2 separate regions of the Pan troglodytes genome follow, and region 1 is linked to region 2. The links are chromatin contacts, called in public Hi-C maps. All regions are on one chromosome and are shown on one strand. Each heading gives the region's core, a stretch centred on a gene start, on an enhancer-like site or on the middle of the called end of the contact. The rest is flanking DNA. Distances are from core to core; before and after follow the strand shown. Region 1 holds the start of ACOD1 (aconitate decarboxylase 1). Region 2 has its middle 170 kb from the start of ACOD1.

Evidence for each region. Hi-C and Micro-C count contacts between places; a contact is called where the count stands out from the background.
Region 1: a Hi-C map of stem cell-derived neural progenitor cells shows a contact between it and region 2, with 2.5 times the contacts expected there. The contact joins the promoter of ACOD1 here to the enhancer-like site in region 2. A contact is called at or near these places in 1 of 7 Hi-C or Micro-C datasets (stem cell-derived neural progenitor cells) and 1 of 1 datasets of contacts at active chromatin or transcription factors (stem cell-derived excitatory neurons).

What each region holds. Positions count from the first base shown.
Region 1 is chr14:82,563,743-82,570,799 of NHGRI_mPanTro3-v2.0_pri, reverse strand. It overlaps ACOD1 (aconitate decarboxylase 1), which reads right to left and starts at 5,672. Exons shown (of 5, transcript XM_063792224.1): 1 at 5,583-5,672. KCTD12 (potassium channel tetramerization domain containing 12) reads left to right here and starts at 1,728. Exons shown (of 1, transcript XM_001137708.7): 1 at 1,728-7,057. The coding sequence starts at 6,675.
Region 2 is chr14:82,387,325-82,394,699 of NHGRI_mPanTro3-v2.0_pri, reverse strand. No RefSeq gene overlaps it. Among named protein-coding and RNA genes, the nearest start is that of ACOD1, 170 kb to the left of the region's middle. Within about 2 kb of position 4,664, at least 3 of the 24 cell types and tissues checked have an H3K27ac peak or open chromatin away from gene starts, as enhancers often do. A contact at or near this core is called in stem cell-derived neural progenitor cells, where this site is marked.

The DNA of each region.
Region 1 (7,057 bases), core at 4,423-6,922, 180 kb before region 2:
TATATATAGTTCCTCTCTAAATTTAATATCATGATTGGAAACCAAGACTTTCAAATTCTTATGAAACATCAGTGATGTTAATAATTAGTCTTAGTCAGAAGTTCCAGAATCACTCAAGTGATGAGGGCCAGCTATTTTTGTGTTCAGTTTGATATGCAAAGCCACAAGTAGAATGCACTTGTTCAATTTTATGAGCCCCAGAAGACCAGTGGATACTGCTTGCTTTGGGAAACTGGAACCTAGATCTCAGCAGTTTCCATGGATTCACTTTATCCTTGTCAAGAGTTAATGTGCTCAGAATAAAGCCAAATGAACATGCTAGGAACTTGGTGCTTTGCAAACCGTAATGATATTTGAGAGAGCCAGAAATAAAATCTTGTTTATTTTGTGTACAGGACTGAATTAGGGAAAGATTAGGACAATAGTGTGTCAGTTCTATCCAGGGGCTCAAATAGAGATTCTTATTTGGGTAAAAGTACACATGGATACAAGGAAAGGAACAACAGACATTGGAGCCTACTTGAGGGTAGAGGTTGGATGGAAGGTGAGAATCCAAAAACTACCTATCAGGTACTATGCTTATTACTTTGGTGATGAAATAATCTGTACACCAAACCCCTGCGACGTGCAATTTACCTGTGTAACAAACCTGCACATGTACCCATAAACCTAAAATAGGTTGGAAAGAAAAAAGAAGGCAGAAAGAAGAAATAAGGGCCAAGGACTTGACTCTTTCTTAACCCTAGTTCTTTCAAAGTGGCTACTTTGAGTTTCTGGTTACCAGTATTGCGGAACATAAGCACGTAGACTTTAGAGTAGCATTTCTGCCCCCAGCAGAGATAAAGAGCTGTGTTATCTTGGTCAAGTTACCTTACTTCTCTTTGCCTTGGGTTTCTCATCTGTAAAGGGGGAAAATAATATAACTTACTTCTTAATACATGTAAAGTACTCCTAGAGGAAAGGGGATTTAAAATGCAGTGTTTAAAAGCACAGATTCTAAGGCTACACTGCCTGGGTTCAAATCCCAGCTCCAGCACCTATTTGCTGTATGATCTTGGGAAAATTAGTTCACTGTGCCTCAGTTTCTCATCTAAAACTTGGGTAATAGCACCAACCTCATAAAGTTATTGTTAGGATTAAATGAGTTCATACATGTATAGTTCTATAAATAGGGCTGGCTCATAGTAAGTACTCTATACATGCTTATTATATTATTATTTGTTTCCTGGATAAGCTCCAAACACCATTTTAAGGGTATAGAAATATCAACATTGTTAACCTTTGTCTCTTTGTTTGGTTCTATAAATCATAAAAATCATACTCTAGAGATAATCATACAATGTTGGGATATTCTTTACTGTCTAGACCTGTTTTTTGTTTGTTTGTTTTGTTTTTTGAGATGGGGTCTCGCTCTGTTGCCTAGGCTGGAGTGCAGTGGTGCGACCTTGGCTCACTGCAACCTCTGCCTCTCAGGTTCAAGCGATTCTCCTGCCTCAGCCTCCTGAGTAACTGGAATTTAGACCTAGTATTTTGGCAGTGTACCCTATATAACATTTTGTTCTCTTTTCTTCAGGTTAAATATTGTCACATCTTTTACCAAATCTTTATTAAGATCATTTTGCCTCCTGATTCACTTAATGTTATTCAATTAATCTCTCCTTCTAAATACAAAAAGTCAATGACTTCTAAAGCCTGCATGGAGAAAAGATTCACACATATTAGGAGGATGACAAATGGAATAAATATTTATTCAGGATAATTTCTGATTCTGCCTCTCTTCCCCTTTCCCCATAGTGTTCATTTTAATGTTTCTGCCATTCATTTGTTCATTCAGTATTTATTGGGAAGACTTGTCAGGCACCATGATAAGTGGTGGAAAATAATGATTCTGACACTTGAATGGTGTTTTACAATGTACAGATCATTTCACATATATTAAATTCATTCAATTCTCAAAGGCACTCACTTCATTTCACCAGTTGTTCCTCCCCTTTAACTTTATATTTCTCTTCATGTTCCTCATTCCTTTCCTTAAATCTTTGGTATGCAGAATACAGTAGTCTCCTTTTATACAAAGGGTATACATTCCAAGACCCTCAGTGGGTGACTGAAACCGTAGGTAGTACTGAACCTGATTGCTGTCCATTGGAACATGTTTCTCTTCATGTCTTCAATCCACAAGTTTAATGCCTTTTCCATTTTAACTACACACTTATCATGCACTCTGTGCCATACGTTTTGTGTTTTGAGGTGTGACAGCAAAACTAGCATAAATTTTTCCTTCATAATTTCACAGAAATTTCACAATGTCTACATTCTTATCATAGATCTTAGCAACCTTGGGATACAATTTTTTTTTCTTATTAAGTCGAGAACTTTCACCTTTTCACTTAAAGGCAGCATTTTATGGCTTCTCTTTGGCATATCTGAATTGCCAGCATCACTACTCTTGTACTTTGTGGCCATTTATTAAGTAAACTGAGTGTTACTTGAACACAAGCACTGTGATAGGGTGATACTAAGACAGTTGATCTGATAGCTGAGATGGCTACTAAGTGACTCATGGGTTGGGAGTGTAGAGGTGTGGATATTCATGTCCAGGGCAAGACGAAGCAGGACAGTGGGAGATTTCATCACACTACTCTGAATGGTGTGCAATTTTGAATTTATGAATTAGTTATATTTCTGGAATTTCCATGTAATATTTTCAAACCACAGCTGACCATGGGTAACTGAAACCATGGTAATGGAAACTTTGGATAAGAAGGATTACTGTGGGGAGTGGGAGGGGAAGCTGGTTTGAAGAGAAGGCAGTAGGTGGGGGAGAAGATGCAAATGAGATGAGAATGTAGGTCCAGAGATGTTTCCAGTATCCTCCACTTTAGGATCAAAGGACAGGTTACTTGTAGGCACACTGTATCTTATTCAGGAAAATACAAAGAGTTACTTGAAAAGGAGCAATGACCATCAATTAGCAATGACCATCATTAGAAACTGGTTTGAGACTAAACACAGGGCTAGTGGGTTTCCAAATCCTCCCCAATCCCTTGCAATCAAGCATATTTAACATACTGGAGATGCTAAAGAGTTATGACTCTCTTCTTATAAACACTCAGGCCCTCAAGTCCCAGCATCAGAGTTCCCCAGTAGTATTTCCTTTTGAATTCTGTGATACCAACCAATAGGCAAGAAACAGAACACATAAAATTAACTAGAAAAACATTCCTTGTGTTTCAAATCATCTGTTTCATTCATTATTATATCTCTCATGCACTACCTGGCTTCTATAAGGAAATACCAATGGCTTTTCTGCAGTAGACTAGCTGGTGGTTGATGACTACCTTATGTCAAGATGTAGAGAATGATGATAGTAGGCTGCAGGTAGTGAATAAGCACACGGTATCACTCACATTTGACTCTGTACTGATCATCTCAAGGGTACTTTGGAGATTCACAGGATACAAGTAGATGACACAATACATAAACTTTCAATGTGAGCTCACTCATAACTCAGGCCCCTTTAACTTGTTTGACCCTGTGCCTGGAATGCTCTTCCTCCAAAACTTCCCATGGTTGTCTCTTTCTTATTATTCAGCTCAAATGTCACATTCACAGATATGCCTTCCCCAGGCACTCTGTATAAAGTAGTATTCCACACTCAGTCCCTCTATCACATCTTATAATTTTATTTTCTTTGTGGCATTTATCACCACCTGAAATAGGCTTACTTATCTTTATACTATATTTATTTGTCTCCCTCGCAAGACTATAAGCTCCTAGTGGGCAGTGATTATTTTTTAACATGCAGCCTGGAATATAGTAGTAGGCCCTGAATAAATAGTGGTTGAATGCTTGCGTGAGCAACAGATATTTATCAAATGCCTGTAATATACCAGCTCTGTTCTAGGCAGTGGGGGTGTAGCAGTGAACCAAGCAGACAAAAACTGCTGAAGTCTTGGAGTTTATATTCTGATGTAGGAAAAGAGTCAACAAATAAGGCAGGGAAGAGGAAGCTGCAGTGAGGCTGTGCTGCATTAAGAAGTGGAATCAAGGAAAGGTCTTGGTGGGCAGACCTGAAGAAGGTGAGAAGGGAGGGACCTGAACAAGGTGAGGAACACGGGAGGGAGGAGAAATGAGACTTTTACAAGGATGTGCAAAGGCCCTGAGAAAACAAGAAAGGGGCTATGTGGCTAAAGCCAGCCAGCTCCTGGGGGCAGGGCAGGAGATGTGTCAGAGAGGTGCTGGTGGGATAACTCCAAACATGTAGAGTCTTGTAAGCCACTGAGAGGACTTTGGATTTTGCTCTTTCTGAGATAGGAAGCCACTGGCAGGCTCTGAGCAGAGTGACATACCAGCCTTGGATTATAGGCAGGGTCCCTGTTTTTGTTCTGGTGATACAAGACTGTAGGAGCAGAAGTAGAAGCAGTTAGGAGACCAGTGCAATAATCCAGGCAAGAGATGATGGTGGCTTGGTCCAGGGTGATGATAGGGAGATGGTGAAATACGTTAATAGTCTAGAAAGATTTTTAACACAGAGCTGGCAGGATTTGCTGATGCAACGAGCAATGGTAATTATACAAAAATATGTGCAGAACTGATACAAAGAAGGCTTTTCTTGGATTTGTAGAAAAGAGACTGGTTTTGTCAGGTCTCTGACACTAATATAACGCCTAGTAGCACAACCACCTCGAAATCCTGCACTGGGACTTGGAAGTTTTGTGTTATCTATTATTTATCCCAAAGAACAGAACAACAACAAAAAAGAATGGTGAAATACATTCAGTATCAAAATCTGTACTTGCAATTAAGATAACTGGTTTGGGTGTTGATCTCATTTCAGCACACTGACATGAACGCGGTGATTGTTGAGCAGATATAAACATTTCAAAATAAAAATGACATTTATCTGTGAGGAGACTGTGAAGCTCACTGGGTGGTTACACAGAAGGATAAATTTTATCAAGAACAAAGATCTTGCCTGATTTATCCTGATGTGTGGTCTATACTTCAAACTGATGTGATAACTGCGCAGACCCCTGACCCTTTGCTTATTGGGCTACACTGAAGGCGCTTTGGAGATTATTCGCCTTTGCATTCCTCACTCCCTGGTGCCCTGCAAATAATAGCAGGTACACAAGAAACATTCACTGACCCAATCATTTCTTGACACCCTCCTCTGCACTCTTCTCTTTTTGCAGCATTCAGGAGCTCTTACTTTTATACCCAAATCAGTGATCAGATAATCACTCATAAATATGACATTTCAGAACGTGCTGGGAGCAGCGCAGACAGAGTGTAGGGAGCCATCCAGAGGCCCCACCCACCTGGGAAGCCAGGGAAAGCTTCCAGGGGGAGGGGGCGGTTCTGTGGGCTGCAGTCCGAGGGGGAAAAGCAAACGTGTAGGCAGCAGGAGTTGAGAGATGGGATCCAGACAAGGGCCTTCAGATACATAAATATCCCTTTCTGAGACTGACGGGAACTTGGAGAGGGCCGAAGAGTGACCGAGGCATGCGGGAGAGAAGGGGCGCCTGGACTTTTGGAAGGATAAACATGCAGGCGCCAAAGGTGGCTTTAAAAATTACCTTAGATCTGCAACTGTTGTGAGTCTAAGGGCGCGATTCAACGAAGGCTGAACGGGACCCGGAGACCGAACGTTCCGGAGTCTTACCCCTTCACTTCAGTCTGGCCTCGAAGGCCCTGCGGGAAGAGGGAATTGCAATTAAGAGCAGATTTGAAGCTTCATCTCATTTTGTCTCTGCAGCCAGAAAATAAACTATCGTAAAGCATCCTACTGCGGGACACTGAGGTTTGCTTTTTGTTTCTAGGTTTATTTATTTATTTATTTTCCAGGCTGGCTGCAAGGCAACTTGAACAAAATCTGGCTGCGCTCGGACTGGGGCGGCTCTTTCGTCTCTCCAGGTTTTTCGCGTCTCTCTACTTTCAGTGACACGACAACCAACGATGGCAGGCCGCAGCCGCACTGCTGGAAGCGCCCAGTTCCGCAGGCCGGAGGGCCAGAGGCGGCCACGCATTTCCACTCCCGGGGCGGGAGGCTTCCGAAAGTTCACGTCCTCCTTCCAGAGTCCCTGGGTGCGGGCTGGGGCGAGAGGGGAGGGGGCGCGGTGACTGTCCCTCCAAGGAGCTGTCTTCCGAAGCCGCCAAGTCTCGGGCGGGTCCTCTTCGGAAGAGGGAGAAAGTTGGGCGGGACCACGGGGCGGGGCTGGTGGGTGGGGAGCGGGTGGGAGTCCGGGCGCCCCCAGCGCTCGCGAGCCGGGGTGGAGCCAGCAGCCCCGCGTGGCGTCCCCGTTTAAGATGCAAATCGAGTCCCCGCTCCCCCCCTCCACTCGCCCGGTAAGCGAGGCTCCGCCGCCGCCCACGCCTCCTGCGCGCCACGGCACCAGAGCAGGCGGCTCTACTTAAGCAGCGCGCGGGCCGCGACCCGGCACTCGCCTGGAGCGCGCGGGCAAGGCGGGCGGAGCGCACTGGAACTCACGGGGGCGCACAGCGGCGCGCTCGCACCGCTTGGCTCCGCGCGGCTCTAGGAGGTGGCGGCGGCGGCGGCGGGGTGCAGGGCTGAGCGAGCGTCCGGGCTCCGGGGCTCCGGGGAAGGCGGTTGCAGCTCCTGAGTGCAGCGCGGCTTCCTGCCACTGTCCCGGCCCGGCCACCTCTCTGTCATGGCTCTGGCGGACAGCACACGTGGATTACCCAACGGGGGCGGCGGCGGGGGCGGCAGTGGCTCCTCGTCGTCCTCCGCGGAGCCACCGCTCTTCCCCGACATCGTGGAGCTGAACGTGGGGGGCCAGGTGTACGTGACCCGGCGCTGCACGGTGGTGTCGGTGCCCGACTCGCTGCTCTGGCGCATGTTCACGCAGCAGCAGCCGCAGGAGCTGGCCCGGGACAGCAAAGGCCGCTTCTTTCTGGACCGGGACGGCTTCCTCTTCCGCTACATCCTGGATTACCTGCGGGACTTGCAGCTCGTGCTGCCCGACTACTTCCCCGAGCGCAGCCGGCTGCAGCGCGAGGCCGAGTACTTCGAGCTGCCAGAGCTCGTGCGCCG
Region 2 (7,375 bases), core at 3,415-5,914:
TTTCTTTCATTCTTATCCTTTACTTCAGCCTACACTCTTACTCTGAATGAACACTAATTTATTTTGGAGTTGTCATATGTAATTAATTGCTTTGCAACCAATTGCATCACTGAATAGCTACCGCATTTGATATCACAATAGTCCAACACTGTGATATAATCTAGATAATACTGTGAAATTGAGAATATAGGTCAATATGTTGGAAAAAATTGAAGAATCAGTACTAGAAAAAAATTAATTTTCACATGCTCTAATCACGTCATTTTTATTTTCTTTTGTCAAATTGCCTCTTTCTCATTCCCTTCTCCACATATTGCTTCAATCGTGGTTTTTTTTTTTTTAACGGTTCTTCTTTCACATAGTTCTTTCTCTACTCACATAAATGCTTAGCCCAGCATTGGAATTCCTCCCCTGTGGGCCTTTCCTTTCATCAAGTTCCATCTTCATTCTTCTCGAGATGGATTACAAAAGGAGCTGATTTAAAATTCACTGTCTGGTCATGAATAGACACGATAAAGAGAGATGTTAATGTAAAATTATATTACAAAATGTTTGTTTAAAAAACTCATCATCTTGCTCCCTTGGGGTTTTCTCTACTAAATTCACTTTGGCGAATAATGACATTCATAAAAAATCTACCCAAGGGCCTTCACGAAACAAAAAGAGCCAAAATGCAGCATTTCATGGCACAAAAATAGCTCAGAAGTTAACAGGTAAGGCCACTGCTTTTTGTTGAATTTAGTTGTTTGGTTTTCCAGTATTTCCCTCGCATTCTTTGTGAGTACATACATACACATAAGCACGCAAATGCACAAAGCACACATACAGATTAGAATTGGGTTTATTTTAATTTCCTGATTGTTTTTGTTCATCTAAGTGCTATTTAAAATAAGTGAGGTTAATGGCAGTTCCCTCCCCTCTCATTCTGTACTCTTCCCCAGTCTTTATTTCCGGTGTGTTAGGAACTTGTTGTTCTTCCCAGATAGTTCAGTTGCAATTGGGAGTTGCAATTTGAGTTGGTAGGTTCTCTCTGGGGTGCGGAGTAAAAGACAACTGTTTTGCTATAATGGCCTACACAGCTGCAAGAAAATCACTGTTTATTGCCTTTATAAAAAATACAATTTGCTGCTTTCGCCTTAGCTTCTTTTGAACCTTCTCAAGAAAATCATTCTGAAGGGCAGAATAGCAGACTTCTTAAGGGCTGGGATTCTGGAGTTGGATTTGGGGTTAAATCCTAACTCTACCATTTACTATGTGGTATTGAGTAAGTTACTTAACCTTTCTAAGACTCAGTTTTCTCATATATCAAATAGGTATTTATGAAGACAAAATAAACTCATGTATGAAATAACTCTTATCACAGAAAAAAACTTCAGTAAAATATAATTCTTAATATTGTTGTCTTAATAATGCTAATTTGTATTTGTAAACCAATTTATTATTTTTAAGTAATTTTAAATTTTATTTTTATTTTACTCCTAGTAGATTCCACCTTTGAAGGAGTCTTACAAAACCATTGCCTTTATCTACACTTAGCAGGTATTTTTTGAACATTATGATTGGAACAACATAGAATTGGGCTCTTTGGGCATTAATAAAAAAATACTGGAAGCATCCATCCATTCTCTTTGTGTGCTAAATGTCTGGCCCAATATAAGCATGAAGGCTGTGGAATTCAGTAAGGGAGGAAGACTTATTGGAGAGAGGAATACATATTTAGAATTCTATGAAGTAGGCAATGTTCTTCCTCATTGCACAAAATAGGCCAGGAGTCTGAAGACTTCCATTTTAGTCCCATCTCTGCACTAACTAGGTGTCTTAGCAATTAACCTTTTGGAATCTAGGCCTCTTCATTGATCAGATTAATTTTCCAAAAGAACAGCTTCAATCACATTGTTCTATGGCTTAAAAGCCTCTCCATTGCTCACTGAATTAAAGTCTAACCTCTGTGCTTGGCATTCAAAGTGCTGTAATAGTCAGGGTTTTCCAGAGAGACAGAACCTATACATATATATATGTGAGAAGGGATTTACTGGGGGAATTGGTTCACATCATTATGAAGGCTGAGAAGTACCAACACAGGCCCTCTGCAAGCTGGAGAACCAGGGAGGTAGATAGTGTGGCTCAGCCCAAAACCTCATAACCAGGGATGCTGATGGTATAATTCTCAGTTTGAGGCTGAAGGCTTGAGTACCCAGGGTCACTTGTGTGAATCCTGGAGTCGAAAAGCCAGAGAATGTGGAGTTCTGATGCCCAAGGGCAGGAGAGGGACATCCTGGATCTGCAGGAGAAAGAAAATATTTGCCCCTCCTCCACTTTTTTGTTCCACCTGGACCCCTAACTAATCAGATGGTGCCCGCCTACATTGAGGGGGGATCTTCCCCACTCGGTTCACAGACTCACATGCCAATCTCCTTCAGAAACACCCTCACAGACACACTCAGAAGCAATGTTTTACCAGCTAACTAGGTATCCCTTAATTGGGTTAAGTTAACTCCAAAACTTGACGATTGCAGGTGCTCAGCCTCCTCTTCCAACCTCCTCTGCCATCCTCCTACTATGTATACCCCACTCTCCATCAGAGTGCTGTCCTTGTTCCCTGAGCACTTCTAGTGCTCCTATCGGCCTCACCCAGATGCCTTTCTCCATCTCTGCCATGCTCTCCTGCAGTGAGCCCACCCTGCTGCCAAAGGTAGAGGTCTTGGCTCTATCTCATATTCCTTCAGCATCCCTCATCAGTCACTTGCTACCCATCAATCAATCATTTGCCACACATCAGTCAATCATTTGCCACCCAGTCCTCTTCATTTTCCCTCACTGAAATCTTTTAATACATTTCCTGCGTTCCCTCTGTATTCTTTACCTTAGGTTAGGCCTCTTTCATATCTTACCTCTATTATTACAGTAGCTTCCTGTGATGGTTAATTTTATGTGTCAGCTTGATTAGGCCATGGGATGCCCAGATATGTGGTTAAACATTATTTTTGGGTGTGTATGTGAGCATGTTTCCATAATACATTAGCATTTGAATTAGTGGGTTGAATAAAACAGATGTCCCTCTTCAGTGTAGGTGGGCATCATTTAATCCATTGAGATCCAAATAGGACACAAAAGGGAGAAGGTTGAATACTCCCTCTCTGTTTGACTGCTTGAGGTAGGACATAGGTCTTCTCCTTTCCTTGGACTAGAATTTACCTACTGGCTTTCCTGGGCCTCCAGCTTGAAGATCATGGGACTTCAAACTTCCTAATGCTGTTTGCCTTGCTTGCTCCCTTTCAATCTATCCCATCATCCTTCTGGCAGGGTGATTTTTCTTTTTTGTTTTTTTGAGATGGAGTCTAGCTCTGTCACCCAGACTGGAGTACAGTGGTGCAATCTCAGCTCACTGCAACCTCTGTCTCCCAGGTTCTAGTGACTCTCTTGCCTCAGCCTCCCCAGCAGCTGGGACTACAGGCACAAACCATCACAACTGGCTAAATTTTGTATTTTTGGTAGAGATGGAGTTTCACCATGTTGGCCAGGCTGGTCTCGAACTCCTGAACTCAAGTGATCTGTCCTCCTCAGCCTCCCAAAGTGCTGAAATCACAGGTGTGAGCCACTATGCCTGGCCAGGGTGATTTTTCCAAAATGCAGTTATAATCATGTCACTCTCCTGCATACAACAATCCTTTGATGCTTTCCCATCAGTTTGTACATAACAATCAAAATCTTTTCTTAGTCCACTTTGTATTGTAGTTATATGTGCTTTTGTTTTGTCTTTCCTCTGCTATTAAAAGACACTGGACAGCAGGGACTAAGTGTTACTCAGCTTTGTATTCCCTGGAGTACCTAGTAGAGTAGCTTGCATATAGTAGGTGTTCCTTAAATGCCTGTTACATGATTGTATCAACTGGAATTAATATTATCTCCTTTACCTTTCTGAAGGTAAATGCAATGATTAAATATGAAGAAGAGCATTGACAAGATGAAAAGGGCTCATTCTCAGCAATGTTATTTCAAAAAGAAAACCTGAGTGATTCACATATTCATATGTCCATCTGAAAATGTCCTTCTCTCAACAAACTACTCAGTGAAAACTCATCTTCATATAGTTAATGCTGGAGAGCTAATAAACTGTTGCAAATTTCAAAAATAGTGTCATAACTTCCTATACAGAGTCTAAAGAAAGTGGAGGTGTGATGTAGTCTAGGGTTATCAATAGGGCAGCATGACTTGATGGGGCTTAAGACTTCTACACACAGCCAGCAAGCATTTAATGAGCATCCCTGAGGGGCTTAATGTTCCATACTATTACTCAAGGACTTTTTCTTATTTGCCAAGATTACTTGGTAAATCTACAAAGCCAAGTGGCCTATGGCCAGAGTTCAAATAGTTTCTTGTCAATTCTTCCCTCCCTTTCACAGTTGCAAGGCATGGAAAAGAGGAAATGAGATGAGATGGGATGGCTTTCGTCCTGGCCTGCTTCAAGCACTGTTTCACCATAAAAAAGGAGCTCTCCACTGCTCCTCTTAAACAGATAAAATATTTTGTGCTTAGAATTCAATGACTCATCCCACTTGGACATAACTGCATTCTTTCTAGGGCGGAAATCTCGCATTCAAGTGCAGCTGGCCAAGTTGAAGAAAGAACTTCAAGGCAGTTCTGGGAAAGAACTTTAAGCCTTAGCCCTGATTATAAGAAAGAAGTTTTGCTCTTTGCAAAGGATTAGGAGCATAACTGTGCTAGTGAATAACAATCTCGGACTTAGCCAAAGAATGCTTGGGTGGGATTTTTGATTATCATTATGGTGTTTTTTAAAATGTAAGCATCTAAGTCTTCAAATTCTTTGATAAATTTAATTTTAATATTTAATTTTGGGCAATCAAAGCACAAAGAAGTAGAAACTGGAGTGAAAATGGGTGGGTTACCAGATACTTACGATAATAAAAGTGTCATTTTGCCAACTTATTTTGTAGCTAAAATTACAATTTTCAATGCTATATGTAGTTGAATATCGCCATCATCTGCGAGTGCTTATTATATGCCAGGAACTAAGCTAAGCTCTTAACCTGCAAAATTTTATTCAATCCTTGCATAGACGCTATGTGATAGATGGACTACAATTGCCACATTGAATCAACATTTGCCTGAGAGACCAATGGGCATTTATTGAACACTATTTAGGGATTAATGTGAAGCGGTGGCAAAGAAGGAAAGGTATAGCATTTAGAGGAACACAGTATTTCATAGAACCTTAGTGAGGGAAGGGATGTTGAAGGACTAAGGCTGATGCCAACTCCATTGGGCAAGTAATCATCGCTTCTAGCTTTTATAAATTATTAAAATATATTTTGATTTCAGTTTTTCTGATCTTTTTCTATTGTCTCTTAAGTCCTTTAGAATCACTTCACACTATGCTCTCATCCAGGTGAAAGGGAACTCAGAAAGAATGTAATTAGCCTCATTTTCTAGCCTAAAACCTTGTGCAGTGGACCTAGAGGCTCCCAAACACGTGCTAAGGTTTAAGGGCCCATGGGCTGCATTTCAGTAGGTAACCAAGGCATTCTTTTGTGTATATGTTGCCCAAATCCCTTAAGAGCACCTATACATCTTGACAATTTTCAGTACAAATCCTTTTCAAGTGAAAAATAAACAAGTATTTAATACTTAAAAATCTTTCTTTCTGTTTCAGACAGAATTCCAGCTGTCTGCTTCTTCCGTCCCTCCAACAAAAACAAAACAAGGGACTTGCATCCATTTACAGTCTACAAAGCTTAATCTTCGTGCTATCTTATAGAAGGAGTTCCTCTTGCTGTATTTCTGATATTGGCAACCTCTTCCATTGTCTGCATACTCTCTGGTATCCCTTAATGCTATGCCATAGTCATTGCAACTCTGTTAGTTCAAACCTATATTAGTTATTTTTTAAATTGCTGTTGCTTACTAATTTTAGGTTCATTTTCAGTCCTACCCTTTCCCTACCAATCTACCATTGCTGCCGCCATTACCTTTACAAAACACACCACAAGTCTTATCTGCATTAAACCTGCTTAAAACTGGTGATAAGCCCTCACTGTTCCTTAAGGCCTGCAGGATAAAATACCAACTCCTCAGTGCTGGGGTTTGGAGCAGAGCTTAATTACTCACTTTTCTTCTTTTGCACATTGTGGATCAATTCTGAATTAGACACATAAGTCAGATGGGAATGAAAATTCAGTGCCTGATTCACTGCTGAGAATGCAGCACTGGGGCTGGGGCCAGAGGCAGGCTAAAATGAGGCCATGGCAATCTTCCCCCTGAGTTTACCTAAGTTCAGGAAGAGCTGCTGGGGAGCAGTATCCCATTTTCTTTTGGTGCAGGCTTTCGGGTCTGGAGATTACTTTAGAAGTTGAACAATCTATGGCAAGCCTGTTTGCAGGGTTGGAGGAGTCTCTAGAAATAACCTTTAGAATCTCAGAAGGAGGCCAGACTATTTGATATTCGGAAATTCAACAGGCTAGTCAATTAGAACAGGGATCTACTATGGCATGTTCCTTAAATCCAACCTGGTTTTGGAGTTTCTGTCTCTGAATAATGTCTTTACCTTCTTGCCCCTTGGTCCCTGCACTTAGAACCATGGGCTGGCGTAATGAGGGGGGCTGTCTCTTTAAAATGAGCTTGTCTTTTAAGGTGGGGAGTACATAGCCAGAAGTTTTTGGTAAGGGCCTAGGAAATTAGGTTTCCCCCAGTGTTCCTGCTTTTCCTGCAATTCAATATTATCTCCTTTCAAAACAGAAAACCCATACTTTGTGTCTTCTCAAGGATTGCTGGAGGAAGAAATGATCTCTTTGGTGAGGCTACATAGGCCCTTCCCTCTGTTGTAGAGGGACAGCTTGGTCTGAAGCTTCTAGGATAATAAAGGCTGCAAAATATGGTCGGCCCATTTTAACTTTGTCACAACATATCTGGAGAGACACGGAAGTGAATTGGTTGAGTCCCAGGAACAACAAGGAAAAACCTTCCCTGCTGCTTTGCTACCACTTAAGAGGCACCACTAACATCCCAGGTAAAGAGGGGCAGTGTTGACCGCCCAGGGTCCCACCTGTTGTCTGTCTTTCCTTTCATTTTAATGCCTGTCAATTCCAACACCCCACTTCCAGGTACCCATCTCTGCATTTGGCAGGATTGTTTTGGGTGCAAATGAGAGAAACCCAGCTCAAGCTAGATTATGGCTGGAAGTACGGAAGTCTAAGGGGTATCTCTGGCATCAGGCTTGGCTGCATCTAGGGGTTTAAACTGCATTATGAAGACTTTCTCTCTCCATATCTTGGCTCTTCCCTCTGGTGGTCTTTAGCTTCAGAAAGTCTCTATTTTTATAACTCTTCCTGGTACTGGAGAAAGAAAGACCCTTCTTTTC